Linked DNA regions of Mus musculus: all the other regions are linked to region 1. The links are chromatin contacts, called in public Hi-C and HiChIP or PLAC-seq maps. All regions are on one chromosome and are shown on one strand. Each heading gives the region's core, a stretch centred on a gene start, on an enhancer-like site or on the middle of the called end of the contact. The rest is flanking DNA. Distances are from core to core; before and after follow the strand shown.

Region 1 (7,506 bases), core at 1,351-3,850:
AGCCCAAATTGACTTCAGTAATTGTCAAGCAGTGGTTCACACTGGTAATCCAGTAACTGAGGTGGAGGCAGGAGGATCAAAGAGCTCAGGCCGTCCTCAGCTGCACAGTCAATGAAGCTAGCCTGGAATATAAGGGATCCTGCCTCAAAAACAGCAACACACAAACAAAAAAAAGCATACAAAAATGAATCAAGTAGCCAGGCAGTGGTGGCTTACACCTTTAATCCCAGCACTTGGGAGGCAGAGGCAGGTGGATTTCTGAGTTCGAGGCCAGCCTGGTCTACAGAGTGAGTTCCAGGACAGCCAGGGCTACTCAGAGAAACCCTGTCTAAAAAAAAACAAAAACCAAACAAAAAAAAAAAAACAAAATGGCTCAGATTACTATCAAGCCAGATGACCTGAATTCACTTGGGAACCGTGTGCCAGAGAGAAATGACTCCTGGAAATTGTCCTCTGACATCCATATGCATGCATGGCATGCCCATGTGCAGACAGACACACAGACACACAATCAATCATTCCATCAATCACCTTCATTTAAGTATTACTGATCTCAGGGGTAGGGATGTAGCTCTGTGGAAGAGCACGTGCGTGTGACCTTGGGTTCAAAATTCCCAGCACTTCTAAAGGCGAGAAATAATAATAAACCTCACTGACCTTACACATACATTAAAGGAAAAATTAGAGAAACAATGTAAAATTCTATCATCTTTCTAAAGTTCCTGAAGCATCTTTTTTCTTTTTTTCTTTTTTTTTTCGAGACAGGGTTTCTCTGTATATCCCTGGCTGTCCTGGAACTCACTTTGTAGACCAGGCTGGCCTTGAACTCAGAAATCCGCCTGCCTCTGCCTCCCAAGTGCTGGGATTACAGGCGTGCGCCACCACGCCCGGCCTGAAGCATCTTAAAACTGTGCAGAAACTGATTTTCACAATCTATACACCCTTAAAATCAACTCTCCTATGACTTCTATATAGTGTGGAAACTTACCCAACATCAAACAACCTCCAAGACTTTTTTTTAGGATCAAGACATTTGATTAAATGAAATTAACAAAAACACTTAGACCTTAAGGCCTTGAAAAAGAAAAGAGAGGGCTGGCGAGATGGGTCAGCGGGTAAGAGCACTGACTGCTCTTACAAAGGTCCTGAGTTCAAATCCCAGCAACCACATGGTGGCTCACAACCACCAGTAATGAGATCTGACACCCTCTTCTGGTGTGCCTGAAGACAGCTACAGTATACTTACATATAATAAATAAATCTTTAAAAAAAAAAGAGAGAAACAGTAAAGTTCACAAATGATTCATCTTCAATTATGTTTGAATAATTTCTACACAGACTTTTGAACTCTTGAATAAAATGACTAAATCACTAACCAAATAAAAAAAAGTTTCAAAAGAGATTCCTTGGATTCCCTCCTAGAAAAGACCTCCACAAGACAAGAACCTGAATTCAAAGTCTTAACCATCTTAAGCATCTTCCATCTTGCACTAAGTACTTAACACCATAGCAGAAAGTTTCAGAACAAGCTGAAGAGTGGAATCAGTATTAATCAGAAGTAAAGTGGAAGTAAACAAATTATTTATGAGTAAACAAAACTAAACTATCCTTACTACTTTTGCTAAAACGATACAAACTTCGAAAAAGCAAACCCAGTCAAAAACATCACTTGCTCCCTTAATGTCTGAAGCCTCCAGTAACACAATATATGTTTCTAAGAAAGAAGAGTTCCAAAAAGTCAAATGAGAGACTGTTAAGTAAAAAGTGACCAGTAAAATGGGAGAATTGTGAACTGTTAAAGACAAAAAAAAAAAAAAAAAAAAAAAAAAAAGAACCTTACAGCACATTTAATGATCTGTCGAGGTCACAGGGAAAAGTCACGTCCCCTACCTCAGCCTCGGTTTCCCTACCCCAAAAGACTATAAGTGATATTTCGTTCCTAGGAGCTGGAGGGCCTAGTTTCAATAGCCTCCACCTACTCAAAAGGGCACTCCGAGGCTGAACTCAGTAGGGGTCCCCAGTGCAACTGAGCATGACATCCGGAACCGGAGTTGTAGGAAAGGAGAAAGGGAATAGGGTCTAAGAAAGCCAAGTTCCTACAATCTAGGGGTGACGACACGCGTCCAGGACCCGACATCCCCTCTCTACGGAACCCGGCCGGCAGCTTCAGCATCTCTCCCTCCTTCCGGCTTCTCGCTCAGTTCCGGGCCGCCCTCCGGCCGCGCCCCCGGGCGCAACCCCCTTCACAACGCGCACCCCGGCGGGCCGCGCGCTCGCCCACCGGCCGGCGCTAAGGTCTCCTCCTGCCTTGGGCGGAAGGATGCGGGACCGGGCCTCCCAGGCTCCTCCCGGGCCTACCTGCGAGGAGAGTGAGAGCTCGGCCCGAAAGCCAGCGAGCGCACGGAGCCACGGACGGAAGGCGGGGAGAGGCCGAAGAAAGCGAGGGGTCCGCTCGACCGACCAGCGGAAGAAAGCGGCCAGAGCCCGGGGCCTCCGGGATAACTCAGTCCAGGACCTGGCACAGCCGCCGCCGCTCCGGAGACATCAACCAAGAAGACGCCGCAAAAGATCATCGAACACACGAACGCCCAGACATCAAAGGAAGAGCGCCCCAGCAATCGTTCAAGGCACTGCAGCCGAGTGCCGAAACATTGCTCAGCTCCTGCTGCAAATCCGGCTGCCTTCCTAGGCATAAATAAACAAATCCAGATCATTAAACTATAGCGTAGAGTAGGCTGGGATTCTGCCATTTTCTGTTGGTGACAGAGTGTTAAAGTAATTTAGAGAACTAAATTTTTGAGACAGGAGCACGCTTGTAATCCCTGCTTTTTTTTTTTTTTCCTGGTACTTTTTTTTTTTATTACGTATTTTCCTCAATTACATTTCCAATGCTATCCCAAAAGTCCCCCACACCCTCCCCCCGTAGTCCCTGCATTTTAGGAAAGGAGGCATGAGGATTTGGAGTTCAAAGTCATAGTCAGTTAAGCACAAGGCCAAACTGGACTATATGAGACCTTGGTGGTTTTTTTTTTTTGTTGTTTTTTTGTTTTTTTTTTTTTTTTTTTTTTTTTTTTTGGTTGGTTGGTTGGTTTGGCTAGGTTTTGGTTTTTGTTTTGTTTTTTGAGTGTGTGGTTTTCGAGACAGGGTTTCCCAAGTGCTGGGATTAAAGGCATGCGCCACCAAAGACCTTGTTTTAAGTGAAAAAGGAATTAGCCTTTTGTGAGCACATTGATTGAAGATAAATCATAGCAGAATAAAGCTCGTCTTAATAGTTCAACGACTGCCGTACACTTAGAGACTTCTCACACTACTTGTCCCAGTTGAACAAATGACTTTACCACTTTATTCTTGGTTTCCCCTCAGAGCTGAAGAACAATCGCTATGAATGCTCCAGGTCAGCTTTAGAAGAATATCCAAGAGAAAATGGCACACCTTAATGTGGGAAGGGAAAGTTCCTGTACCTTGTTTTTAAATTTTTATTCTTTGGTTTTGTTTTGCCAGACAAGGCTTCTCTCTGTGTACCCTTGGCTGTCCTGGAACTGGTTCTGTAGACCAGGCTGACCTCCAACTCACAAAGATTTGCCTGCCTCTGCCTCCGGAGTGCTGGGATTAAAGGTGAACACCACAACCTCCCAGCCTATTCTATTCTTTCTCAAAAAAAAAACCACTTACTTCTCTTTTATTTTCTTCCAAGGATCTAAAGCCACAGTCCACAGTGTGCTTTTAGTTAGCTTCGTAGCTAGTTCACTAAATAGTTTTTAGAGACAGGATTTTGTGTGGCACACACACTGGTCTTGAACTCTGTGTATCCAAGAATGGCTTTGAAATTCTGATGTGCTTGCCTTCCTGTTCCACATTTGCAGTGTGCCTGAGGGAGTGTGAGAGACTGCAGTGGAGGCTCACACTCTATAGCTTGGCTGGCTTGGAACTCACTATGAAGCCCACGCTGACCTCAAGCTCACAGCAATCCTTTTGCCTCAAGCTAGTTGAGTGCTGGGATTATAAGCAACCATGCCTGGCTTTTTTTTTTTTTTAAACAGAATCTCACTATGTAATCCATATTACTTCAAAGTCTATCTTCCTCCCTCTGCCTCCTACTTGTTGGAATTACAGGCTTTTACAGACATATTTGATTTGTAGCTGATCCTAACTGTACTGGCCAAACTCCATACTGTACAATCAGTACATTTTATTTCTAGATATTTTTCATGTGATAGGTATTTGCTACTCTTGAGAAAAGGCAATTACAATATTATTGTTTATGATTAGGTCTTCTTGGACATAAGCAAACAAAAATGATACTGTATATCTTTACATCTTTAATCCCAACTTTCTAGAGGCTGAGGCAAGGGAGATTGCAATATGATTGTTTGAGGCCAGCCTTGCCCCCCCCCAAAAAAAGCAAGCAAACAAACAAAAAACTCCAAAAGAGCTACACATGCTAGCCTATGCCTTTAATCTCAGCACTTGGCACTCAGTAAGCACAAGCAAACTGATCTCTGTGAGTTCAAGAGGCCATCCTGCATCCTGATCAACTCAGTGAATACCAGGACAGCTAGGACTATGTTGTGAGATCTTGTTCCTCCTCCCTCCCCCCCTCAAAAAAACCAAAAAAGTCCAAACCTGAAACAAGGTACAAGTTTATTTTTCTGCCATATAAGAAATCCAAAGGGCTGAAGAGATGGCTCAGCAGGTAAGAGCACTGACTGCTCTTCCAAAGGTCATGAGTTCAAATCCCAGCAACCACATGGTGGCTCACAACAATCCTTAATAAGATCTGACGCCCTCTTCTGGTGTGTCTGAAGACAGCTACAGTGTACTTAGCTGAAATGGCTGATATAGTAGAGAATATATACAGTGTATGAAACTGGAACATATGGGATGGGGGCATAGACAGATTATGGCATCAGTTATATGAATTTTGCCATAAGACATTCAATTGAAATTCAGCTATTTCTTCAGAAAGAAGGAGCTCACATAAGGGCACTAGCCCCTGAACTGTCAGGAAAATGAAGAGCCAGCTGTGGCACTGCACACCTTTGATCCCAGCACCAGGCAGGCAGAGGCAGGCTGATCTCTGTGAGTATGAAACCAACTTAGTCTACATTCTGAGTTCTAGACCAGTCAGAGCTACGTAGTACAGAGTACCAGTTTTGGTTTGTTTTCTTTAATGGTTTTGGAAGAAGGTGGGTGAAAATGATGAGGTAGAATTATCAGTTTGTTGGGGGTTTTGATTGTTGTTTTTTTGTTTTTGTTTTTGTTTTGAAACAGGGTTTCTCTGTGTAGCCCTGGCTGTCTTGGGACTCACTCTGTAGACCAGGTTGGTCTCAAACTCAGAGACCACCTGCCTCTACCTACCGAATGCTGGGATCAAACTTAGAACCCATACGAAGTATTGGACAGTGGGGCGAGGAGGTAGAAGTAACAGAAAAATCCCTGTGAGACCTAATATTTAATACAGAGGAAAAGAAAACATATGAATCAGCATGCAGACACAAGCCTGGTATAATCAGGAACTACTCTGCATCTCAACTGTCTGAATTGGGGAACTTTTAAAATAGTGTGTGTGTGTGTGTATACCACATGCTTGCAGGGCCCCTGAAGCTATAGTTACAGATGACTCTGAACCCTCTGATGTGGATGCTGAAAACTACTCTCTCTCTCTCTCTCTCTCTCTCTCTCTCCCTCTCCCTCTCTCTCTCCTATTTCTTAAATGTGTGTGTGTGTGTGTGTGTGTGTGTGTGTGTGTGTGTGTGTGTGTGCTGAGCGTGAGTATGCATGCATGAATGCAGGGACATGAAGAAAGCAGTGGTGTTGATCTGAGTGAGCCAAAGGAGCAAGTATCATCCCTCCATGGTCTCTGCAGCAAGTCCTGCTTGACTTCTGCCTTAGCTCCTATTCATGATAGACTGTAACCTGTAAGATGAAATAAATCCTTTCCCAAGTTGTTTCTGGTCATGGTGTTTATCACAGTAATAGAAAAGCAAACCAGAGACACCAAGAAAGAAAGAGAGGAGGGAGGGAGAAAGAGAGGCTTATTCAGTAGGGAATAGGGCTTCAGTGGGTTTTCTGGGCTTGTGGGTAAAACATAATTTTGGGGGTTTTTGTTTTGTTTTGTTTTGTTTTTGGTTGGTTGGTTGGTTGTTGGTTGGTTTTGGGGACAGGGTTTCTCTGTGTATCCCTGGCTGTCCTAGAACTCACTCTGTAGACTAGGCTGGCCTCAAACTCACAGAGATTCACCTGCCTCTGCCTCTCAAGTGCTGGAACAAAAGGTATCAGGAGCCATCATGCTTTATAGAATGGAAGATGCTCTATGGCTCTAAATGATTTTGACTGGAATGTAAATTGTGTTCAAGAACTGCTAAAGTAGTCAAGAGATGCTAAGAGCTGGGCAGTGGTGGTGCACACCTTTAATCACAGCACTTGGGAGGCAGAGACAGGTGGATTTCTGAGTTCTGACTCTTGATCCTCCTGCCTCTACCTCTCAAGTGCTACATGGCCATGCCTGGTTCTCTGAAGTGCTTAAGTGCTAGGAACTGAGCCCAGACCTTTATGCATGTTAGGCAAACACTGTACCAACAAAGTTATAACCCCAGAGCCCTGCAGACACTTTGAGAAAAAAGCAATTTTAGTTTTACACACACATGTAAAACTATCATCTGCAAATGGAAATACTTGAAAAACTGAGGCTAGACTACTTTGTGAGTCCACAGGAAAGATGATTTGTGAACAGAAATGTTGTTTCAGGGTATAGTGCCTCCTTTCTTCTCTGCCTAGAGCAAGAAAAGAAAAGGTCGCATCCACCAGCAGAGATCTGCCAGTTTCCTTTGCAGAAGTTGGTCTGAATGTGAATTTTCAATTTGACAGTGAGCAACTGAGTGCTTGTTCTTACAGAGAAGTTGATCAGGCTCAGACTGAACAACAGAGATCCAGAGTTGAAATCCGTAAGCCTCTTGGATTCTTCTCACACTGGAGGATAGATTCCTAATAAGAAACCAAAAGGGTAGAACTTGAGAACAGCCTGAGGTGCGCTGTGTAAGCTGCTGTGCTGGCTGGTTTCCTGTCAACTCGACACAGCTGGAGTTATCGCAGAGAAAGGAGCTTCAGTTGAGGAAGTGCCTCCATGAGATACAACTGTAAGGCATTTTCTCAATTAGTGATCAAGGGGGAAAGGCCCCTTGTGGGTGGGACCATCCCTGGGCTAGTAGTCTTGGGTTCTATAAGAGAGCAGGCTGAGCAAGCCAGGTGAGGCAAGCCAGTTAAGAACATCCCTCCATGGCCTCTGCATCAGCTCCTGCTTCCTGACCTGCTTGAGTTCCAGTCCTGACTTCCTTGGTGATGAACAGCAGTATGGAAGTGTAAGCTGAATAAACCCTTTCCTCCCCAACTTGCTTCTTGGTCGTGATGTTTGTGCAGGAATAGAAACCCTCACTAAGACAGCCTGGACATGTAACAGCTCACTGTTGTGCTGGTTGTTGATTTTTGTGTTCTAGAAGGTTCTCCTTA
Region 2 (7,506 bases), core at 2,570-5,069, 220 kb before region 1:
TCCAGGTGCCACTCACCAAGCTCCCAGAGAGGAAGATGGCCACTAAAACAAAAGCTGTTGTTGTGCCCAAACAAAGAGAAGTGGCCTGGGCCTGTGGCCAGCCCTTGGCGGGGTACCCAGGAGGAAGCACTTCCCATCCCTGAAGACTCTAACCCCTCCCCCACGGAATTCCCTGTTCCTTCCTCCTGAGCTGACCCCGAAGTAAACATAGCTCCTGCCAGCCCTGGGCTGGACATACCACACCCACACATGCTCAGCAGGCCCCAGCCTCCAGGAGCTGGCTGCCTGGTGGAAGATCTGAGAGAGAGGTATCCAGGGTTTCAGCGGTTGAAGCCCCAGATGGGTGGTCATCTGGAGTTGGTGGTTGTCTGGGCAGCTGTGAGCAGGTAGACTCTAGGTAACAAGTGAGGAGGGGAGAGGAAGCCCTTGTTCTGGGCAGAAGGTTGTCAGGTGGAGAGGCACAGCACTGAAATGTGGCTCCATTATAGTGTAGGGTTACACCTAGGGAGTTAGTGCCAGTGTAGAATCTACATCTGCCAGGCTGTGAGAATTCCCTCTCAATCCATGGGTCTCTTAAGTGACCTGGTACTGCAGGTCGCTGTGGACAAAGCAATTTTCATAGGAATTGTTTCTGATGTGTGTCTGTTCACTGTGCTGCCATCTGTAGAGGCGGAGATAGGAACATTAGCAGCGAGCAGAGCCCCTACTATATACTAATGTTTCTTTAGGAGAAAAAAAAAAGTTGAGAGGATTGGACTGAGGAGATAGCTCAGTTAGTAGAATGCTCACCTAACATTTCCAAAGCCTGGGATTTATCCACACTGCTCCATAAACCAAGTGTAGTGGGCAGCTCCAACCCTAGCACTCAGAAGGTGGACAGTCTGGGCTGTGTGAGACCATCTGAGAGAGACAGACAGACACAGAGATACAGGGACACTGAGGAGGCTAAGACAGGAGAATAGCAGCAGTGAGCACGGGCATGTGTGTGTGTGTGTGTGAGATGAAATGGAGTTTACCTTTTTTTTTTTTTTTTTTTTTTTTGGTTTTTCGAGACAGGGTTTCTCTGTGTAGTCCTGGCTGTCCTGGAGCTCACTTTGTAGACCAGGCTGGCCTCGAACTCAGAAATCCTCCTGCCTCTGCCTCCCAAGTGCTGGGATTAAAGGTGTGCGCCACCGCTGCCTGGCTAGCTTACCTATTTTTGCTGCTAGCCCAACTGTAATGTGCTAAGCTTAGCTAAGGCAAGCTGTGTGCTCCATGATTACTCCCTTCTTCTTTATTCCCTCCCCTTCCCTTTTCTTTTGATGGGGTTTCTACATATGAACTCACTATGTAGACAGGGTCAGCCTCAAACTCCCAGAGATCCGCCAGCCTTTGTCTCCTGAGTGCTAGGATTAAAGACATTGGCCACTACCTCAGGCCTGCCAGTGGCACCTTTCCTACTGAGCAGCTGATAGACAAACTCAGACTCCAGGTGTCTGGCATACATTTTCCCAAATATGAATGAGATGAGCCTGACACTTCAAAAACAGTATCAATATTTGTTTCCAACAAGAAATTTGAGTTTGAGCAGAACTCAGAGTTTTGGAAACTTTGTATCTCCCTTGTGATGGAGAGAGTAGCTTTCCCAGACAGGAAACTGTTAAGAGCAGTAGAGACCAAAGGTGATGATGTTTTGATGTTTTGTGAGGAAATGTATCAACCTTTGGAAAAATCAGTATAGCTTAGTACCACAGTGGTCTACACTGGCTTACACTTGTTGTTACAAAATGCAAGATAGCCCTGTAACAGGGCAAGCCTATGTCCCTAGCTGTTGAAAGAGGCCAAGGTAGGTGTTCACGTGAACTCAGGAGTTCCAGACTAGCCTGAACTACTTAAAAATAGCCCACCCCATACCCCCCGAAAGAAAATCATAACCTTGCAAGGTAGAACTTCATGTTTATTGGTAGGGTTTGGCACCTTGTACTGACCTTAGAATTAAGCCTTGTCAGCCTGCCCTGGTGCACACTAGTTTAATCCCAGCAGAGGCAGAGGCAGAGGCAGAGGCAGAGGCAGGCAGATCTTTGAGATAGTTTGAGGCTAGCCTCATAGTGAGTTCCAAGACAGCCAGGGCTACATATACATAGAAACCCTGCCTCAAAAGAAAGAAAGAAAAACAGAGAAAGAACACTGGTCGTGTTTTCTCGTGATGGCATAGAATAGCCGTAGTTATCTGGAAACCTGGTGAACTGTCCTTCCTTCCCTGACTTCACACACAGTGAGGCTCGCTCCTTCATGCTCCTCCACCAGGGCAGCCTGGTGTCTTGTGCAGGGACTTTACTTCGCAGGAACCAGCTGCTGCTAGAAAACCAGATATTAGGTTTGCAAAAGCATAAACTATGCCAGCATGATGGCTCAGCAGGTAAAGGCACTTGCCTCCAAGTTGGACTGTTGAATTTGATCACCAGGCTTCACATGTAGTCGGTGGCACTGGCACACATAGGACAAACAATAATGTTTTTAAGTTAAACAGTGTCTTTTTACTGATTTTGTTGTGTTTTATGCAATATTGTTCTCCCTCCCTCTCTGCCTTGCCTTCCCTTCCCTTCCCTTCCCTTCCCTTCCCTTCCCTTCCCTTCCCTTCCCTTCCCTTCCCTTCCCTTCCCTTCCCTTCCCTTCCCTTTCCCCTAGACAGGGTTTCTCTGTGTAGCCCTGGCTGGCCTAGAACTCACTATGTAGACTAGGTTAGCCTTGAACTCAGAGATCCACCTACCTCTGCCTCCTGAAAGATTAATGCTCTTAAATTTAGATTCTATTTGGTTAAGTCTTAGTGCCTATCACCTGCTCCCCAGACAAAATCCTTCTAGGAGTTTTAGAAATTATTATTTCTGGCTGGGTGCTGGTGGCGCACGCCTTTAATCCCAGCACTTGGGAGGCAGAGGCAGGCGGATTTCTGAGTTCAAGGCCAGCCTGGTCTACAGAGTGAGTTCCAGGACAGCCAGGGCTACACAGAGAAATCCTGTCTCGAAAAACCAAAAAAAAAAAAAAAGAAAAAGAAATTATTTCTGAAAAATGGGAAGTGCTTCTGGATTCGGGTGGGAACATGAGCGTAGGGGTTGGGAGGGGTTGGCAGGTGTCACACCGGCTGATCTCTCCTAAACATTCTTCTACTGGCCTGAACCCAGGCAGCTCAGCAAGGCCCCTGACCCCCTTGACAGGACCAGAAGAGCCAGGCTCTGGAGTCTTGGCTCAGCTACTCCTAAGACAGGAGTCACAGCTCCCAAGAGCCTCAGGTGCACCATCTGTTCAGCAGGGACAGTGCCTCCCGCACAGGGGAATTACCAGCCTCTTGGCTAATAATGTTGGTGAGAAAAGGCTGTCTAAGTTGTGAAACACTCAATAGATAATTATTTTTGTGGTTGTTTTGTCTGGAACCAGCGTGGTTAGCTGGCTAAGACCCTGTAAAACCTGTCCCATGGACATAGGAGGACAGTAAGCAATTGTCTCCTTTTCCTTAAAAGGGGGGCCCACTCCTGCCCTCCTATATACCCCATCTCCCCTGTGCAGACACTGTGTGGGCTGGCCTGTTACTGAAGGAAAGAGTGTATTGATGGCTGTCACTCGGCCTGGCTTGGGACGACGTGGGAGAGAGGTGCCAGGAGGCCAGGCTCCTGTGCTTAGCGTGTGCACCGCCCACCCTCCCACCCACCGCCTGCTGCCTGCCTGCTATAGGGCCAGGAGCCACCACTGGGAGAGGAAGTGCAGTCGGTTACCAATTGGGCTATTTTCATAACGGTTGTTGTCTCCGGCTTGGGGGAGGAGGGTGGTGAGGGGGAGGGGGCAGCGGAGCCACTGCAGCTAGCTGTCCAAACTAGGACTTGCTCTGCAGAGGCCGGCAATCCCAGCAAACTGGAGCAAGAGCAGAGGCGCCTGGGACCCCAGTCCCCACCTGCTTGTCCTTCCAGATCAGGTCAAAAGGGGGGGGGGTCCTCACTCTTCCTTAACTCCTGCTCCCTTCTGTGACTGGGTGGATCTGGGGAGGGTAGATCAGGGCAGGCCCAGGCACCACCATCTCCAGATAAGGGCTTCCCTGCCAGCCCCCCCTCGGTCTGATGGAAAGGAGCTGGGCCTGCTGGGCCCCCCACGCCTGGGCAGGCCCTGAAAGAAATACTTGGCTCTCATTTAGCTCTCTTACCCTTCAGCCCTGGCCCACCCATTTACCTGCATGTTGTCCTTGTGTTTGGAGCAGAATCTCTTTAGTGAGGAGACCTGGTAAAGTCCGCACCCTGCCTGATCAGCCCAGGCCAGCCTAGACGAGCTGGCTGCCTTCCCAGATTTCCTCTCTTCCCCCTGACCCCTGGGGCTGTGGGAGCCGAGCAGCCAGGGCTGGCTTCTGGCAAGCAGTCCCTCCGACCAGGCAGGCCTTCATTCTGGGACTGGTAGAGAACAGGTGCCCTACCCAGGCCAGCCTTCATGGAGCAGAGGCCTTCCCATGGCGTGAAGTAGCTACTGTGGCAAGACCCAACTGGTGTCCTGTGCAGGTCCCTCTGGAGGCTGAGGGGTCCCGGAGGACCCGCCTCATGCCAGGTGCAGAGGGCATTCCTCAGGAACAGACGCCCGGGTGGCATGGCTGTATGGCTTTCTTCCTCATGTGGTGAGCGGTGGCCACCCTGGGCACTCCTGCTTCCTTTTCTGGGTTCCCACCCCCGCTGTGGGCAGAAACAAACCTCAGGAGGTGGCACGACCATAGGCCCTGCGGTTCTACCGTGTCCTAGGTCTGCCAGGTAGCATCAGGTGCTTTCTGTGCATCCTTGCAGAGTGACCCTCATGCTGGCCTGTGGTGGTTGGACCCACCTTGCACATGGAAAAGTAGATGGGTGGCTAGTTGATCTGCTGAGGGTGTGTAGTGTACATGCTAGGTTCCTAAGTGCTTGCTTGCTTACTTACTTATTTATTTACAAACATGTCTCATGTAGCCCAGGCTGACATTGAACTTGTATCCTTCAAGATGGTCTTGCCTCCTGCCTCTGCCTCCCAAGTGCTGGGGATTACAGGGTCACACCACTATACCAGGTTTTTCCTAGTAGCCAGCATCAAATGTGAGGTGGTTTGGCTAGGGGCCAGCGGCCCTTCCTAGCAGGTGGTTGAGGAAGCATGTGGCTTGCTCATGCCGTCCCCCCATCTCCCATACGCCCTGCCCTCATCAGGCTCTCAGAGGCCAGCTGGAGATTAATGTGGCCCTCTGAGACATTTTTATATTGTCCTCCTTGAGTATGGCTGGGTGCCCCAGACAAGCCCAGGAAGCCTAGGAGGCAGCCATTTTGCTGTGCTGTCAGTGTGAGAACCTTCTAGGGCCTCCCCCAAGACAGTGTGGTGTGTGGAGGTGATAAGGGATGGAGTGAGAAGAGGTGACCACTCAAGCGGAACCATGGGAGAACTCCAGACCCAAACAGGGCTTCTTTTGTTTGCCTGCCTTTTAGTTAAGTTAGTTAATTAAGATGGGGGTCTCACTATGTAGCCCTGGCTGTCTTGGAACTTGCTTTGTCAACCAGGTTAGCCTCAAAGTCACAGAGAACCACCTACCTCTGCTTCTGAAGTCCTGGGACTAAGGGAGTGAACTTCCATGCCAAGGTTTTGTTTTGTTTTGTTTTGTTTTTCCTTTTGCATTTCTTTTTAAAACAGTTGTAGCCCAGGCTGGCCTAGAATTCATTATCTAGCCTAGGTTGGCTTCAGACATTCAGCAGTCTTCCTGTCTCAGCTTTCCAAGTGCTGGGATAATGGGCATGAACTGCCATGGAGAAGCAGGATAGGAAGAGATCGGCAGAGATAGGAAGTGAAGAGTCAGGCTATCTCTGGCCAGCAGACCAATGTTTCTATGGAGATGAGCTGAACAGGAAACATGGGACCAGCGGGAGGGGCAGTGGGAACCCAGTGGTGTTTGGGGTGGTAGTGTCCCTCAGGAGAGCTTGCCGGAAGATGTCGACTAGTCGTAACAGTCTTCTTAGGTAAACAGGGAAACTGAGGCCTGTGGCCACAGCCGTAGGCACAGGCTTGGCCTTGTGCACCCTGAGCAGCTGAGGAAGCTTGTTGTCCCGGAGCACCCGGCAGCGTGTGGCTTCTCTAGTTGTGCATGTAAGCTGCCATGTGTCCTAACAAGGGCTGCTTCCTTCTTGTCTGGTCATGCAGGTCTGAGACAGCAGGGAAGGCCCAGCCTTTACCCCTGACCAGAGAGCATAGCACCACCTCCCCCACAGTGACTGTGGCCTTTTGTTTTCTGGGTGACACAAGCTAGCTTCAGGGGTGTGATGCGTCTGGGTGACTAATCTCCTCCAGGCCGGGCAGCTGTCACAGTGGCCCGAGCAGACTGGTGGGGAAAGCTGACACCCTAGGGGAGAGCTGGCACACTAGTGCCCTGGCGGCAGCAGGCAGCTGGGCCTGCAGGTTCCACAGAAAATGGACCCTAACTCAAGTAGCCCACACTGGCTGGCTGTGTGACCTGGGCGTGCTCTTGCTACTTTCTTATAATGAAGCTGTGGCCGTGCCTCCCTCAGAGGCTCTGGTAGGATCAGTGAGGTGGTGGAGGGCTCACCCATGGTCTGGCACAGAGTAGCACTAGATGGCTGTGACTAGTGTGGGCCTTTCTCTAGCCCGTCTCACCTCCATCCCAGGGTCTACCATCTGCTCCATACTCGCTGCCTGTGGGCTTTGTGTGTGCTACCCTTGGTGCCTTAGCTTGCTTCTTCATCTGGTGCATGCTTCTCTCTCTCTCTCTCTCTCTGTGTGTGTGTGTGTGTGTGTGTGTGTGTGTGTGTACACCTATCTAACTATCTTTCCCCCACCCCCTCTGTGTATATGTAGTGGACCCATTAACTGTTAGCTGGATGAAACCAGCCCTCTTGCCAGTGTCGGCTCTTATGTTTCTGGAACTCACCTCCTGTCCAGTCTCAATGCTGCTTTGCTTGCGCAGTCCCCCCACCCTCCCACCCCTTGCTCACTGATTGCAGGAGCTCTGTCCCCTGGGCCCACTTCTTTTCTCTGCCACACCCTATACTGGCTCTACCGCTGCCTGCTGAGACCTATATCGAGGATAGACAGAGGGCAGAGAGCAGGTGCTGCATAGATCAGGTGGGCCTGTCTTCCCAGGCTGTGCTCCCAGGCAGCCCTTCCTCTCCACCACTGCTCTGGACTTCAGCCAGACCCTCGGCAGGCAGAAATTGTGTCATCCAGTAGCACTCGTGGATGTGACTTGGGCTTCCATGGCTGCTCTTTGGAGCCATCTCCCTCAGCTGATTGGGGGCTTCCTGCCATTCCTCAAGTGTAGAAGAGGTGTGAGCACAGGAGTTGGTCCCCGGGGCCTGGGAAGGAGGAAAGATAGACCAGGGAGTAAAGAAATAGGTGTCTGGATAGCGTGCATGGCCTGGTACACACCCAGGGAAGAGCCCAGGCCCCTGCTCTCTGCATAGACGTGTGAGCCTGAGGACAGTATGTTGCGCTGAATCCCTCCGTAGGAAGGCTTAAGGGGTTTGGGGA
Region 3 (7,506 bases), core at 1,880-4,379, 190 kb before region 1:
TTGTCCCACTATGGCCTTTGAACAGCCAGGGGACCCCCTTAGCACCTCAGCTTGCTCTCCAACTGGAAATGGCACCAGCCAAGCTTGGGCCAAGCTCTCCAGCTCCAACACAAGAGATACAAGAGATTGCCTTCTGGCTTCAAAGTTAAATCCACTGGTCAAAGGAAGACAGGAGGAAGTGGGGTAGTGACACTCCAAGGTCACCCAAGGAGTCAAGGGCAAAAGACAGATCAGTTCTTTCAAGGGACTCCACAGTGGTATTCAGCTCCAAAATGGGGCCTTAAGCATCAGATGCTTGGAGGGTAGCATCAAGCATAGAGGCTGTTCTCCCTACCTCACCCCACCCCAAATACCCACTGGCAGGGACAGGGACGAGGCAGTAGGGGAGCCATTAGCATGCACCAAGGAAACCTTCACTTTAGTCTCTCAGGACCAGAGCACAGCCAGCAGCCAGCAGGATAAGAAGATGAAGGTGGGGAGGTGGGGGGCAAGATGTGTGAGCTAGGAAAAATACAATCTCTCTTGTTTATTGAGTCAGAAGCCCCTCAAAGTTTACTGCCTATAGCACCCAGACAAGGTAAGTACTATTGGTAACCTCCTCTTACAGACATAAAAGTCCTCTTACCGAAGGGCATCGTGATAATGAACCTGATCAAAGTCATCCATTCGTAAGAAGGGGAGGGTCTGCGACACTTTATCTCCAAGATATTCCCCAAACCACACAGGATAGAAGCCCCCCAAGATGCATCTTAGATGTGGAACCCTCATATTCCAGTTCCCTCACTTGGGTTTGACCTTTTGTCCTCCTGGGACCAAGAAACAGCCTTGACAAGTAAATGACCAGATGAATGGTGGGTGGTTTGGTCTTCCCGGAGCCCCGACAGATGCAGACTGGGTAAATTCAGTTTTCTCAACTTGGTCCCAGTTTTCTTTCTAGACTTCTCTGATAGTCTCTCAGATGTTCAGACCACAGCACCTTCAGGCACAATTCTCTGCCTCCCCCCCCCCCCCAAATCCCGCCCATCTAGAATCCGAGAAGGCAAGCAGCCATCACCCTGGCCTGTGAGCACCGCTAGATGGCAATGTCGGTCCCCGGTGCCAGCTCCGGACCCCGAGCCGGAGGTTCACCACGTCAAGTCCCAGAGTAAACCGCAAATACAGAAAAGCGTCAGGGCAGGGCTTCTCCCACAAAGGAGCAAAGGGAGGGAGATACTGCCTGTCTCCGTGGTCCCAGGTTGCCACAAAGGTCCCTTAGGTTCGGCCAGGGTTTCGAGGATGAAAAACTTTAGGGCGTCGGGATTCCACCCGCACCCCGCAAGGCACCCATCAAGGAACGTGTAGGTGGGAAAACGAGTGCGAGTTGTGTTTGTGTGTGACTACTCGGGAGCTCGAGTAGACACTAGTAGCTGTTTGCATGTGCCAGTGTGCGCCCCGCCACGCCTGGATACCGGTGCGCCTTTGAACGTGTGAGCATACCAGCGCCATGTGGACACGTGCGTGTGCATGTGTGTGCGTGTCTGGCCATAGAGCTTGGGTGGCCGTAACCGCGAATTTGTGTGCGGGAGCAAATGCTGGACTATCAGCGAATGACCAGTTCCCATGGCGGGAACCACCGGCAAGCGCCCGGTCTGTGGGTGGGGAAAGGGTTGAGAAAGGAGCAAAATTTGGGCTGCGAAGAAACCCTGACTTTGGAACCATTATCTTAGTGGCCCCAGGCACCTGGTCCTAACTGCATCGTCAAGAATGGAGAGCGTGCAGTCCCAGCAGTGGGCTGACTTCTGTCGAGAAGCCTCTGCGATAGTCGTCGAGCCGTGAGGGTCACCGAGCTCAGTTTGATGTGCCCTACGCATTGAGGGCAGGGGTAGAGCCTCCAAACGGGGAGCCCAGTCGAGGCCTGGGTCAGGAGGGTAAAATTGTTCTTCACTCTTCAACCCGCAACCCCTGGAGAGGCCCTGTCTAGTCCTGTCAGTCAAAATAGGCACCGAGTTCCCAAGCTGTGGGCTCAGGTCTATCTCAAAGACAATCTCGGGGCTTACCCTTGGGCCCATCTCCCGGCTCCATCACGTCTGGGTCCTGGTCGAAAGGGCCAAGGTTCTCCGATGCCCCGCCCTCCCATCAACCCCCAGGCACGCAGTTCCTGTAGTCTCTGGGCGTGGGCAATGTGCTTCCGCGGGTTCTCGAGCCCCTACCCCTGCTGGGGACAAGTCGGGAAAGGGTGCTCTGGGCGCCCGTGGGGTAGATTTTCGATTATTAAGTGATCACTTCAGGAAAGCTATGGCCCCCAGGACTGTTCCTGAGGCGGAGAGAAGCCTCTGTACTTTAGGGGAAGAGAGAGGGGTGCTGGATATTGGGCCAAATCATTGTGCCTAACACTTCCTCTAAGAGCTGGGAGGGTGGAGGGCTGGGAGATGTATCTCCCCGGATGAGTAAAAGAGAGGGTACTCCTGGAGAGGGGGAAGGGAAACAGGAGAGAACAGGGGTGTTTTCCGTCGGGGCTCAAGGTCGCGGACAGAGGACTCCAACGGGCTAGAGCGTACTGGAGGCTCCCGGTGGGCCAAGGTGGGAACGGAGGGCAGGGAGACGGGCGGGAAACGGGCGCTTTGGGGCTTCATCTTCCGGCGCCTTGAAGAAGAGCCAACGGGAGGGAGTGAGGGAGTGTGGGTCCTGACCCGACGGCTGCTCTGCTTCGGGGTTGGGCTGTGGGCTGGGACTATTCCTCCCCTAGCCTTCTCAATGATCACCAATCCCTAGAGGTTCACCTAGAGAAACCTTTTAGAGACCTGGGGTCCTTCTTCCAGAGGGGTGCCCCATCTCTGAGCTCTCCGCCCCTTCCGCACCGCGCTTGCCTTTCAAAGGGGTCTGGGGCCCTGTTCCAGCCCGACCCACCTCTGGAGACCTTCAGGGGGTCCCAGAACCCTACATCCTCATCTTGCATAGAAGCCCCCCGCCCCCGCGATTCCGCGGAGTTACTCACCCGCTGCTTCTGTCTTGCTCCGCTGGCGCCGGACAGACGGCGGAACTAGCCAGAGGCCCTGCGAGTCGGTGGGGTGGGCGACTGGGCCGGGGGCCGGGGGCGGGGACAGGGTGCCAAGGGGCGGCCCCTGCTTCGCCTGCAGCTCCCGGCGCTGTGGCTCCGACTCGCGCTCACGCTCGCACTTTTCTCCGAGCCGCGTGATGTCACAGGGAAGCAGCCAATCGTGGTGGGGACGCACCGCCCGCCCGGGGCCGGTCACCCAGCGGCGACGCGCGGGGGTCACCACCTGGAGTGTCAGGCACCCTTGATGCTCACACCCTTCCCGGGAGATGGCCCGCAACTCCGGACTCCAGCACCGAGGGCACCGCCCACAGTCGCCAGGGAGGATTAGCCTCCGGCTCTGCCCTCCGGGGGGTGGGGTGGGGGCTGTCCGCGTTGTCATGGGGACTAGGCGCCCCCTCGCGGGCTGGGGAAGAACCAGGCGGCCAAGCTTGGCTATGAGCCCCGCCTCCGCCCTAACCACGCACTCTGGACACCGAAGTGTTTTCGAACCTCTCCACGGCTTGTAGCCCCTTCGTCGTTCCGCCTGAGGTTAAATCCTGGTCTTGAGGGTTTGGCCCCAACAGGCCCCTGGTGTGCGGCGGGGCAGATCTAGCAACGTGCTTCTGTCGGGACAGAGCGCTGCCTGATAGCCGCTGGACAGCCAAAAGACTGCAGCCGTCGGGGCCTGGGGAAGAGCAGGTGAGACTGGACAGGCGAGCATCTACCCTGGCTAAAGATCTTGTCACTCTCCACGCCCGGGAAGGGACGCGCATTAGCTGTGAGACTGAAGATGGCACGAGTCTCCTATCCAGCCGCGAATGAGTTCATCGCTGCCTATGTGGGGAAGCCAGGTGCCCAAGGTCACCTGGGACAGAACAGGCCATGAAGGAAAGTCCAGTCTCCTAGACCTCCCGCAACAGTACTAGGCTAAGGCCCAAAGTAGGCAGGTTCAGCACCTCGGACAGCCCCACACGTCCTTGGTGCGAAGGCCAGTTGCTCAGATCAAGCACCCGCCAGCCAGGGTTGAATGCACCCCTTCGCGCCCGGGGTCCTGAGTACCGGTCACCCACAAAGCTTCTTGAGTGTCAACAGCCAATTAACTTTAAGCCGGCTGACTTCTTGGAAAAACCACCTGAGTCTCAGCTCTCCTCTACTCTCCTGCAAGGGCTGGTAGGGGCTCCTGGGGACAGTGGTAGTGGTAGGGATAGCTTTGTAACGACAGAGGAGTTAGGAACAGAGAATGAATGAGTGGAGACTTGAGCTAGAGTCCGTGAGAGAAGGCTCCTGGTTCAGGTTTCTCCATGCTGAAGAGAGGGACGTCAACATTGGACAAAGTTGAGGGCAGGCTAGTGTGAGAAGCCATCTTCCCTCCCATGGGCGCTTTGGTCTTCCATGATCCTCTGAAGGAAAAAATGAAGGAAGTGCTATTGTTCTTGCCCCCACTTCACAGGAGAGGAGAGGCTCAGTTGTTACCGACATCTTCCACTTTACCATATCCCCCTCCCTGGGGGCCAGGAGCAGGGTGCTCTTGGGAGAGTGAAAGTGTTGTGTGTATGGGAGAGGGCAGAATGTTAAGCCGTCAAATGAGGAGACTTGTTAAGGACAGGAGGGTCCAGAAAACAAAAACGCCTCCAACCACGGGCAAAGCCAATGCAATCTGTGAAGCCTGGGCCTTTACCTCACCCACCTACATCTCAGAGCTCACGGGTGAACTCTGGAAAGCTGAGCTGGAACTAGGGGACCCAATTTAGTCTCTCTGCTTTCTTTGTTCTAACTGGGTCTTGGAACGCTTTCTTAAGGGACTACCAGTCTTTATCCTGCTGACACCATGTGGTTGTAATGTGTAAGGGGTCCTGCAAAGGCTTACCACTAAGGAGGCTCTCCCTGGATGTGGACTTCCTAAGGAACTGGTGTGGAGACAAGGTATGACTAACCAATCAGAACGGGTAGTTAAGGCATGCTCACTTTTAGACCACTATATCACAAACCCTCTTTATATCCTGTTTGCAATCAACTAGAGAGCATGTTCGGTTTCCCCTGTGCCTTGACTTCTGTGTTGATGACAGACCCAGCTGTGTGTACCTTGGCTGTTAGTCACGTGGTCCTGATAACTGAAGTCATTACTTGAGGGGTTTTGATGGGGGTAGATCAAGCACACTTAGCACATTGTTTACACTCAAGAAATTCAGAGTCTCTCCTGTCAAACCAAGGCATACATCTGTTTGTAGTAGAATAAGCTTGGCAGTGGGTGTCCTTCCACCCATCAAATATTTTAATTCAACTTCTTTCCCTTAAAGGAAGGCAGGTCTCAAGATGCCTGTACTCTGCGAGTTGCAGTGGTTTGATTGATTTTATGGGTCTGAAAGTAAATTGAAGGAGTTCCGTAGTACACTCCTGCAAGGAAGGTCAAGGCACAGAAAAGGCAAGTGGCTTGTCCAAAGTCACACAGCTAGTGGATGTTTACTGACACAATCCACTGGCAGTACCCTACAGTGAACTGCAGATACAGTTCACAGTACCTCAGTTTGCATTACTTGCTTGGCCATTTTTGTTTTCATCTTTGTTGTGTCAGAACCTGTAATTCTCACCATCCCCACCTCCACCCAGTATCCTACCTGTGGTAGTCCAGCTGCTGGCAGTTCCTTGGATTTTCTACTATACTTTAAAGAAATATTTTTATGTATATTGGTGTTTTGAATGTTTATCTGTATGAAGGTGTTGGATCCCTTGGAACAGGAGTTAAGACAGTTGTGAGCTGTCATGTAGGTGCTGGGAATTGAACCTGGGTCCTCTGGAAGAGCAGCCAGTGTTGTTCTCTGCTGGGCCATCTCTCCAGCTCTTTATTACACCTCTTTAAAGCCCCTCTCACTTTCTTTCTTTCTTTCTTTTTTTTTTTTTCCAAGACAGGGTTTCTCTGTGTAGCCCTGGCTGTCCTGGAGCTCACTTTGTAGACCAGGCTGGCCTCGAACTCAGAAATCCACCTGCCTCTGCCTCCCAAGTGCTGGGATTAAAGGCATGTGCCACCACGCCCAGCTCCCTCCCACTTTCTTAACGGGCTTGACAAGTGAAGCAGCACATGGACAGGGCAGGGTAATGGCTCCTTCAGGGGTGCTTGCAGACAAGCCCACACAGTCTCCTCTTAGCTGCTCAGAATTTGCCAGTGGTCTCTAGGACTGGACAGAGAATCAAGATTTTGGTGACTCAGCTGTCACTCCTGGCAGGAAGCAATATGGATGACTCTCTCCATCATGCCTTCCTGCCCCAATGTGCATCCATCTAGGAAGCAGCCCTCAACCAGTTGACTTGGGCTAATGGGTCAAAGAGGATGCCATTACTAACTAGGTCCACTGAACTGCCTAGGGAAACCTGGCCCCCCAGTTGGATGTCCTCCACACCCCCGTCCCAAACCTCTTTCCCTCCTTCCCTCTCGGCAGAAATAAGCAGGAGCCTGGTGAGGGGCGTGTCATCATTTTAATGATGTAGATCTTTGGTGTCTCCCTCATTAGCAGTAGACTATCCCCTCTCCTCCCACCACAATGTTTCTATGATGAGTGACAAACAGAAAGGAAATCACATTTTCATACTAAAAACAAAATGATCAGAGCCTTGATTTCGCCACTAAAAACTACACGTACAGTTCAGGATTCCACATGCAACACCTCAAATCACAGACCAAGACCTCACATTCTGACCTGGAATCTCCTCCCTCCAGCCCTGGGCTGGCTTTGGCCTATGCTTAGGTAATACTGACACCCATAGGTGCTGCATGGAGGGCCTTGTGGAGGGGGGAGCTTGATGGACATGCTGGGGGCGGGCCAGCCTACACCCCCACTCCTGAGGACCTGTTCACCACCATGTATTGACTCCATTCTGTGTCAGGCAAGCAGGCTATTTCCTTCACTCCACAGGTGTCCGCATTTGGTGAGCATAAGTCACTGACATGGAAGCTGTGCCTGACTTTTCCATCTCTGTGGGCTAAGAGGATGAGAGAGGCTGGAACTCTGGAAGGTTTAGAGATGGAAGCAATGGGGGGGGGGTGTTGCTCCTCTGCTCCTGGTGGCTTGTCCCTCCAGTAGTGGGCAGGGGAGAACTGTCCCACCATTCTGTCCAGGATGGTGTGGTCTAAATCTGGAAGACTTTACTCTTCTGGGGCTTCTGCCCAGGGTTGTTTGAGTCCCCTAGGCCAGTGATCCTAGGAGAAATGGGGGTTCATAGCAGAGACACCCACTTGCTTCTTCATTCACACCAGGCTCAGCAGTGTGGTTCTTCTGGGCTCTAGATCATGGAAGGCTCTAGTACCCCAGGCCAGCCTTGCCCCTTGGACTGCCCCCTTATCCACTGGCTCCATGCCCCACCCTCTCATTCCTCCTGTTCCTGGATGCAGGCATCAGCTCTTCTGTGTGTACAGTTCCCAGTCAGCTGTGAGGTCCTGCTTCTGCTCAGCAGCTTGAGGGAGGTACCAGTGCCTCATTTTGTCTCTATCGGTTCTG
Region 4 (7,506 bases), core at 3,498-5,997, 150 kb before region 1:
AAGCAAACACAAAACCCCAAGAGGTTCAGGAGTACCTTCAAAGGGAAATTATTTCCTAGTGAAAATGTTTTAGCAAGAAACAGGAGGGACTAGAAATACTGATGTCCAGAAAAGTAGATAGCTCTGCTTTCCTATCAGATCTATAAATTATAAACTATACCTTACACAAAGCTCTATAGGTAGCCTATTGCCATCCAAATGAGACCGTGAGAGTGATTGGCAGCTGCAGTGCTTTACAAACCCATCACACAGAGATTTGGAAAACCCAGAAGGGTTTAAATCAGAAGCACAATTTCCTCTTGGCTACATCTCTGAGTTCCTCTGGCTACTGCAGATCAGAGCTCCGGATTGCACTATTATCACACCTTACAGGCATCAGTCTCCATATCCACTGGATCTTATGGCCTGTTTTGGCAGGATATCTTAGTGATCAAAGCCATTCATTCACCAAAGAAGAGTTTTCTCTCAAAAATTAAGAGGGAGCCAGGTGTGATGGTGCACACCTTTAATTCCAGCCTTGGGAGGCAGATGGGTCTCTCTGTGAGTTCAAAGCCAGCCTGGTCTACATAGTGAGTTCCAGAATAGTCAGGACAAGCATACAGAGACTCTGTCTAAAAAAAAAAAAACAAAAACAAAACAACAAAAAAAAAAAAAACAAACCAAAAAACCAAAACAAACCAAGAATCCCAGAGTAAATTTAATTAAATTAGCTTTTCCCTCACTCTATTGATCTTTTTTGGGGAGAGGGGTTGTTATTCATGAAAGCAGCATAAAAATTCTACATGAGGCACTGGAGATGATGGCTCAGTGGCTAAGAACACTTGCTGCTCTTCTAGAAGGCACAGATTAAATTCTCAGCACCCATATATCAGACAGCTTATAACCTCTTGGAACTCTAGCTCCAGGAAATCCAACACCACCTTCTGGCCTCTGCAAGCACCTGAACACATAGAACATACACATATATAGGCAATCACACCTATAAATAAAAATCAACATGAGGTGAAGCATTATTCACAACATTCTAAGCTTCCAACGCAGGGTAAATTCATCAGCTCCTTTAATCTCAAGTGAGAGAAGCAAGTAGCAAGAATCATTAACCTAATTCTAGAAAAGGGTTAAAGTTGATTCAGAAAAATCATATGAGCAGCAACATGGTGCCTGCTGAACCCATAAATGAAACTAAAGATCAGTGACTTCCAGGCTGGAGCACAGCTTCTGAAACTTAAAGCTAACCTCTAGCAGGAGGCAGATGACTTTGAAAAACAAAACAAAACGAATCCTACAGCAACAGAGTCCCAGTTTACTGACTAAATCTATCAAGAGTAAAGGTCAAGACTATGACTATATATTTTATAGCTTAGCTATAATTTTAGTTAAAATCAGTTAAAAGTAGTTAAATAGGAACCTGCTGGGCATTATGGCTTACTCATTTTAATCCCAGCACCTGGAAGAAAGAGGTAGGCAGATCTCTGTGAGTTCAAGGCCAGAATGGTCTACACAGAGAGTTCCAGGACAGCTAGGAGACATTATTAATGTTCCTCCACCTGCCACCCCCAACTCCAAACACATGCCAAAAACCAACCAAACAAAAAAAGCTAGCTTAAATTGATATTGAATGCATAGATAGCAGTTGGTTGTCTAGAACTAAGTTTCCTAATGGATCAAAGATTTAAATGTATAAAACTAAAATATAAAAGTAGGAAATGAACTGGCCAGTGGTGGCACACGCCTTTAGTCCCAGCACTCCGGAGGCAGAGGCAGGCAGATTTCTGAGTTTGAGGCCAGCCTGGTCTACAGAGTGAGTTCCAGGACAGCCAGGGCTATACAGAGAAACCCTGTCTCGAAAAACCAAAAACCAAAAAAAAGGTAGGAAATTATCTTAATGATGACACAAAGCCTAGGAACCATAAAAGGAAAGGTGTATAATTTTGACTTAAAATAAGTTCTATGACAAAAATAACCTTCAACAAAGTCAAAGACAAATGACAAGAAACTCCTTTTATAAGTTAATTTTTTAATTTATAAAGAACTTCTACAGAATTATGAGGGGGGGGGCAGTAACATGCAGAAAAAGAGATAAAGCACTTGGCCAGCCAAGACAAGGCAGCACCATTAAGGATGTGGGGAACATAAGGAATAGATAGAAACATAAATGCTCATGTAGTGATCTTTACCCTATTAAATCCATAAATATTGAAGTTTGGAAAGACATTCCTTCAGCAAGTGTTTATAAAATCAAGCACTCAGAAAGAGTATGGGGGTGGAGCAAGGCAAGCGGTGGCTCACACTTGTAATCCTAAGCATTCAGAGGCAAGAGGTTTCTGAATTCAAAACCAGTCTTGGGCTACAGTGAGGATTTGTTTGAAAACAAAAAGGAACAAACAATGCCTATAGATGAGATTATTAGTTGGAACAAGCTGTGTAGAGAGGGAGATAAGGCAATATCTACCAAAATAATACATGCACCTTTCCTTCCCTGAAGTTGTATTTCAAAGCAGCTATCCTACTGACATGCATGTGTAAGACAATCGGTAGCAGTTTATATAGCAAGATTATGAACTCCAAAGTCCTTCAAGAGGACACTGGTTATAATGAATTACTAGGTAGCTATTTTTTCAAAAGAGGAGAAAGGGGTGCAGGCAGGGAAGGAGGAGGAGTGGCAGCTGTGGGGGCTGCCTGCACCAGCAGCAATAGCAGCAGCAGCTGCAGCTGCCACCAGAGTGATAGCTCATGCCTATAATCTCAGCACTCCAGGAAGCAGAGACAAGAGGACTGCTGCAAGCTCCCGGCTAACCTGGGATTCGGAGTAAGACCCTATCTCTAAACAAGACATGAAGAACTAGAGACAGCTCAGTGGGTAAAACACAAGCTTGTCCTGAAAGCATGAGAACTTGAGTTTAAATCTCCCAGCACCAAAGCAATAAACTGGTCACAGAAAGGTAGAAAGGAGGAAAGGGAGAAAGGAAGAAAGGCATTCTGCAATCACAGTACCGAGGAACGAACGACAGGCAGATCCTGCGTGCCTTCTGACTCTCTCAAGGCAGTAGGATGAGAAGCAATAGAGGAAGTCTACAGACATCTTGCTCAGGCCTCTGCATGAGCACACATAGATGCATACATATAAGACACACACACTCACACACACACTCACACACATACTCTTTACAAAAATATGGAAGATCATGAGATACACTGTACAGAAAAAAAAGTGAGAAGAGTGTTGTATAACACATTTACATTTAGATCACACAAAAGATGGAAAGCAATGCTCTCAATGTGCATATACACACATACACATTCATCTTTCAAGAGATAAGAACTGAAACTGATAGTGGTTACCTACTACAAGGAGTCACAGGCAGCAGGGTGTAGGGTTAAGAAAGTTCTTATTGTATATCCTTTTTTTAAAAAAAAATTTATTTTTTTATTTATATGAGTACATTGCAGCTGTCTTCAGACATACAGTAGAAGAGGGCATCAGATCCCATTACAGATGGTTGTGAGCCACCATGTGGTTGCTGGGAATTGAACTCAGGTCCTCTGGAAGAGCAGTCAGTGCTCTGAACTGCTGAGCTATCTCTCCAGCCCCTTATTGTATATCCTTTAAGTAAGTTTTGAGTTGTAACTATATTATCTAATTTAAACAATGATAAAGTAAAAAAATAAAAATAACTGAAGATGAACTATGGCCAATAAGATATGAGTCACAAATCTACAGATGAACTTGAGTTTTCAATAAGGAAAAGGCAGACTCTTCTACCATGGATTTTTAGAAGAATTGGAGAACAGATTAGTGTACCAGTCAGCAAAATGGCTCAGTGGGTAAAAACATTTTACCTCACAAGCATGGTAACTTGAGTACAACCCCCAGAATTCATAGTGGAAGAAGGTAATTTATTCTTGAAAGCTATCCTCTGACCTCAACACATGTGCCGTGGCATGTGCATACCTACACACAATAATAAATAAAACAAAAAATCAAAAGAACAGATTACTTGACTTGATTTATGGCTTATAGGCACTTAGAATAAAATGAGTAGTTGCTACTTAGGATTCACTAAGAACAAAGCATTAAAAATTATTCTCATTTATCTTGTCTGATAAGAATATTAAAGACTGGTACATCATAAAATGATTATCTTTCAGTAATCAAGATATTTTTAGCTGTATCTCCAAACTCTTACAATGCTTTACATGATACTGAAAACATAAGTGTGCTTGTCTGCGGCCCTAACACTTGAGGCTGAGGCAGGAGGACAACTAGTTCAAGGCTAGCCTATACTATACAAAGCTACTGTCCTTTATTATTGATTTATTTAAAAGACTTGTTTTACTTTTCATTTATGTATATGTGTATTCATGTATGTTTTCTTTCTTTTTGGGGGGGTAGGTGGGGGTGGGGTGGGGCGTCGGGGTTTCTCTGTATAGCCCTAACTGTCCTGGAACTTGCTCTGTAAATCAGGCTGGCCTTGAACTCAGAGATTTGCCTGCCTCTGCCTCCTAGATGCTGGGACTGAAAGTCATGTGCCAATACACCTGGCATGTGTACATTTTCTGTGAATGTATGTTTGGGTACTCTCAGAGGCCAGAAAAGGGCAATGGATCCTATGGAACAGTAGTTAACAGGCACTTGTGAGTTTCCCATGGTGCTGGAAACTGAACTCTAGAGTCCTCTGGAAAATTAGCAAGTGCTCCTAACTGCTGAGCCGTTTCCCCAGACCCTGAGAAGCTGTCTTTAACAGGGAAGAGCTTCAGATGTGAAACCGAAAGTAAAAATAATTCATGTTCCAAAACCATGATAGGAACCCAAAAACATACCTTAACAAGGCTTAATGCAATTTCCTGATTTATTTGCCATTTTTGCTAGAAATCTAAAGGAAGACTGAGAAGAATGTTAATCAAATTAGCAGATGATCCCTAAGACTGAAAGAGAAGGACAAATAAAGGTGCTGCAAGGAAGAACTAGCACTGCAACGACAGGAAGATAATACAAACGGGCTGAATGCTGGCTTACTAACAGTTATCAAGGAACTTTAAGTTACCGTAAATGCAATATTAACTTCAGAAAACGCTGCTGGGATCTGTAGCAAACATCACTGTATTGCGTTTTAGCACACATCATTAATTTTCTGATCTGTTCTGTTTCACCCACAAAGTTAAAGGGGGAAAGAACAGATAGGAAACCACATTAGAAAAAAAAATCTGCAGAGCTTTGATCTGAAAGGTGAGATGTAGAGGAACTTTCCGATTACTGAAGGACTGTGTAAAAGAAGTAAACCAATTACATGGCGTTGCAGCAGCAGAAATAGGATGAATGGGATGAAGTGACCTCAAAAGAAAGACTCATGGTAGCTTGCTGTGAGAAAGAACCTTCCAGCAGAAATGTAACAGTGACAGTGAGGCCATCAGCAGCTGCAGACAGGTTGGGGCTGATTCTCACCTCTTAGGAATGCACAAAAGCCCTTCCTTAGGCAGGGGAAACATCTGCAATGCTGAACAATGGGACCATGGATGTCTTTCAAAGGAAACATATCTATCAGTCACACACATTTGTAAACAGATATTAATCACATCACTCATCTGCTTAGTTGAGGCTTGGATTTGCCAACAAGTCTCCACTCACTATGGCCTTTTCTCAATGTCAGCTACCTCTTTTAGTCTTTTAGTCTCTATGAATCTCTCCACAAATTCCTCGGGGGAGATCTGGCGTTTCCCCTAAACTGTTTTCTGAAATGTGTTACTGGTAGCTGAGGCTAAGCATACAGAAATAGTGCATGACCATCAACAACTTAATGAGAGACAGACAATCCAGTGCTACTTTGCTGCTTTGTATTTTTCAAAGTTCTGTCTCACCAGAAACCCATCTTGCCCATCACTACTCACCATTACTGATTTCTGGAAGGTCAAACTTAGTGAAGTCCCACCACTGGAGCCTGTAGGTAGTATTGGCAATGTTACTGGCCACAGCAGACTGTCCATCTCCAATTACTGCCCCTGATGACAGAGAAGACAACAAGACCACATTAGACTACATACAGTGCATTCTTTTTCTGTATGCTTCTACTGCAGAATATAATGGAACACATGAGTTAGTAGAGGAGAAAAAGAAGAATCACAACTAAAACTCACGAAAGATTGAGAGATCCACATGGCAAGTCACTGCAAAGAGAAACTAGACACAACCTTTCACAAGAAACAGTTCTATGTGGAAATGGAACATCATTCACATGTCCTTCCCATTATTAATGTGTCAGGTCCTGAATATATGCTGTCTAAGAATATATACATTATCTGGGGACACAGATGAGTTTTCATGCAAATGTTAGTAAAGAAATTTGACAACAAGGGGAAGCTACCATGAACACAGACCAGGTGAATTTCAGTTCAGGCCTTGCAGTTCTGGGTGTGTTAGGAGAAGCAGGTCCTCCTTTTTTAGTGACCTTTTTCCTAATAAGACATCTCAAAAGAGGACTTCCTCCAGAGAAGAGGCAGTCAACACATGGTGACTGGAGAGAGGCAGTAAAGAACAAATGAGCTAACACTGTTAATCTCTTTTGAAATGCAGGCATATAACACAGCAGATATTTATGAGTCTGCCTTTGTAACATGAGATTATTTTTATTAAGGCAATTTTTTAAAATGCTCCTCTCCAAGACCTTCCTTTGATTCCAGATTCACTTGTAATGTTTCAGCTTAATTTTCCCTGAGATATACACTTCAGTATGACATTTTTTTTTCCTTGGTAACCAATTAAATAAAAATTTGATTTTTTTAAAACAGGGTGACACTTTAATTTGCAGTTGTATTTCATTTACACGAACATGTCATTTCCTCCTCCTCCTTCCTAGGTGCATTTCATACACAGCCCACCCTTTTGATGAGGCAGAACCAATCCTTCTCAGGAGAACAGAAGATCCTTGTACAATAGCAAGAAAAGCTATATGGTATTTTCCCCTGCAGATCTGGCCCATGCTGACATGCCTGGGACAAGGCAGTTTTACGCCAGAATTCATCAATATCATCTAGCCCTTGACTTCTGAATATCACGGAGAAAACACCTCTACTTGTTTCTTTTGAAGAGCTACATTTATTACTCTGCTGTCTCTAGATTTCTCTGCTCTTTCCTCAAATGACCAAGAGAGAACCTACCCTCTACACAATCATGAAATATAGGAAACTTACTCTTTTTCCTTATCTAGGAGCTGCTGGCTACTGTACCAGAAGATATTTTTCAGTGTTAGTTTATTAACAGTCCTTCTTTCAGTTTTAATTTAACAAAAGATACAAATAACAGTTCATTTCCTAGATGATGACATTTTTAGGCTATATGGTTTCAACATGGCCAATATTGCCTTCCTGGAGGTAAAAAAAAGGCTTATGGGGCCAAAATGAAGTAAAAGCCTCCAGGCCAGGAAGATGGGATGTGGAAGAGTATACCTGTACTCCTGTAACCCAGCACTCCTACAGCAGCAGGGGAGGCAGAGAACTGGATGGAAGCTCCTG

What was found. A called contact is a pair of places that touch in the nucleus more often than the background predicts. HiChIP or PLAC-seq counts read pairs in DNA pulled down with a chosen protein or histone mark.
Region 2: an H3K27ac HiChIP or PLAC-seq map of microglia shows a contact between it and region 1, with 10 times the contacts expected there. The contact joins the promoter of Dgkz here to the promoter of Ambra1 in region 1. A contact is called at or near these places in 2 of 39 promoter capture datasets (the C10 cell line and the HPC-7 cell line), 1 of 484 Hi-C or Micro-C datasets (Th1 cells), 15 of 115 datasets of contacts at active chromatin or transcription factors (the 230-238 cell line, the SCID.adh cell line, bone marrow-derived macrophages and 11 more) and 4 of 9 other capture datasets (adipose tissue, liver, macrophages and 1 more).
Region 3: a contact with region 1 is called in an H3K27ac HiChIP or PLAC-seq map of embryonic stem cells, with 4 times the contacts expected there. The contact joins the promoter of Chrm4 here to the promoter of Ambra1 in region 1. A contact is called at or near these places in 12 of 39 promoter capture datasets (the C10 cell line, the HPC-7 cell line, the SN4741 cell line and 9 more), 1 of 15 datasets of contacts at CTCF or cohesin (pro-B cells), 12 of 484 Hi-C or Micro-C datasets (the C2C12 cell line, the HL-1 cell line, bone marrow-derived macrophages and 5 more), 26 of 115 datasets of contacts at active chromatin or transcription factors (the 230-238 cell line, the HPC-7 cell line, bone marrow-derived macrophages and 16 more) and 5 of 9 other capture datasets (adipose tissue, embryonic stem cells, liver and 2 more).
Region 4: a contact with region 1 is called in a Hi-C map of hematopoietic stem and progenitor cells, with 2.9 times the contacts expected there. The contact joins the enhancer-like site here to the promoter of Ambra1 in region 1. A contact is called at or near these places in 3 of 39 promoter capture datasets (hematopoietic stem and progenitor cells, hippocampal neurons and liver), 1 of 484 Hi-C or Micro-C datasets (hematopoietic stem and progenitor cells) and 3 of 9 other capture datasets (adipose tissue, liver and pancreatic islet).

What each region holds. Positions count from the first base shown.
Region 1 is chr2:91,725,232-91,732,737 of GRCm38.p6, reverse strand. Ambra1 (autophagy/beclin 1 regulator 1) reads right to left here and starts at 2,600. Exons shown (of 18, transcript NM_172669.3): 1 at 2,359-2,600.
Region 2 is chr2:91,946,661-91,954,166 of GRCm38.p6, reverse strand. Dgkz (diacylglycerol kinase zeta) reads left to right here and starts at 3,819. Exons shown (of 32, transcript NM_001166597.1): 1 at 3,819-3,946.
Region 3 is chr2:91,917,812-91,925,317 of GRCm38.p6, reverse strand. It overlaps Chrm4 (cholinergic receptor, muscarinic 4), which reads right to left and starts at 3,129. Exons shown (of 2, transcript NM_007699.2): 1 at 2,975-3,129. Ambra1 (autophagy/beclin 1 regulator 1) reads right to left here. Exons shown (of 18, transcript NM_172669.3): 18 at 6,469-7,506. The coding sequence ends at 7,495.
Region 4 is chr2:91,874,207-91,881,712 of GRCm38.p6, reverse strand. It overlaps Ambra1 (autophagy/beclin 1 regulator 1), which reads right to left. Exons shown (of 18, transcript NM_172669.3): 12 at 5,887-5,997. Among named protein-coding and RNA genes, the nearest start is that of Chrm4, 44 kb to the left of the region's middle. Within about 2 kb of position 4,747, at least 55 of the 459 cell types and tissues checked have an H3K27ac peak or open chromatin away from gene starts, as enhancers often do. A contact at or near this core is called in hematopoietic stem and progenitor cells and pancreatic islet, where this site is marked.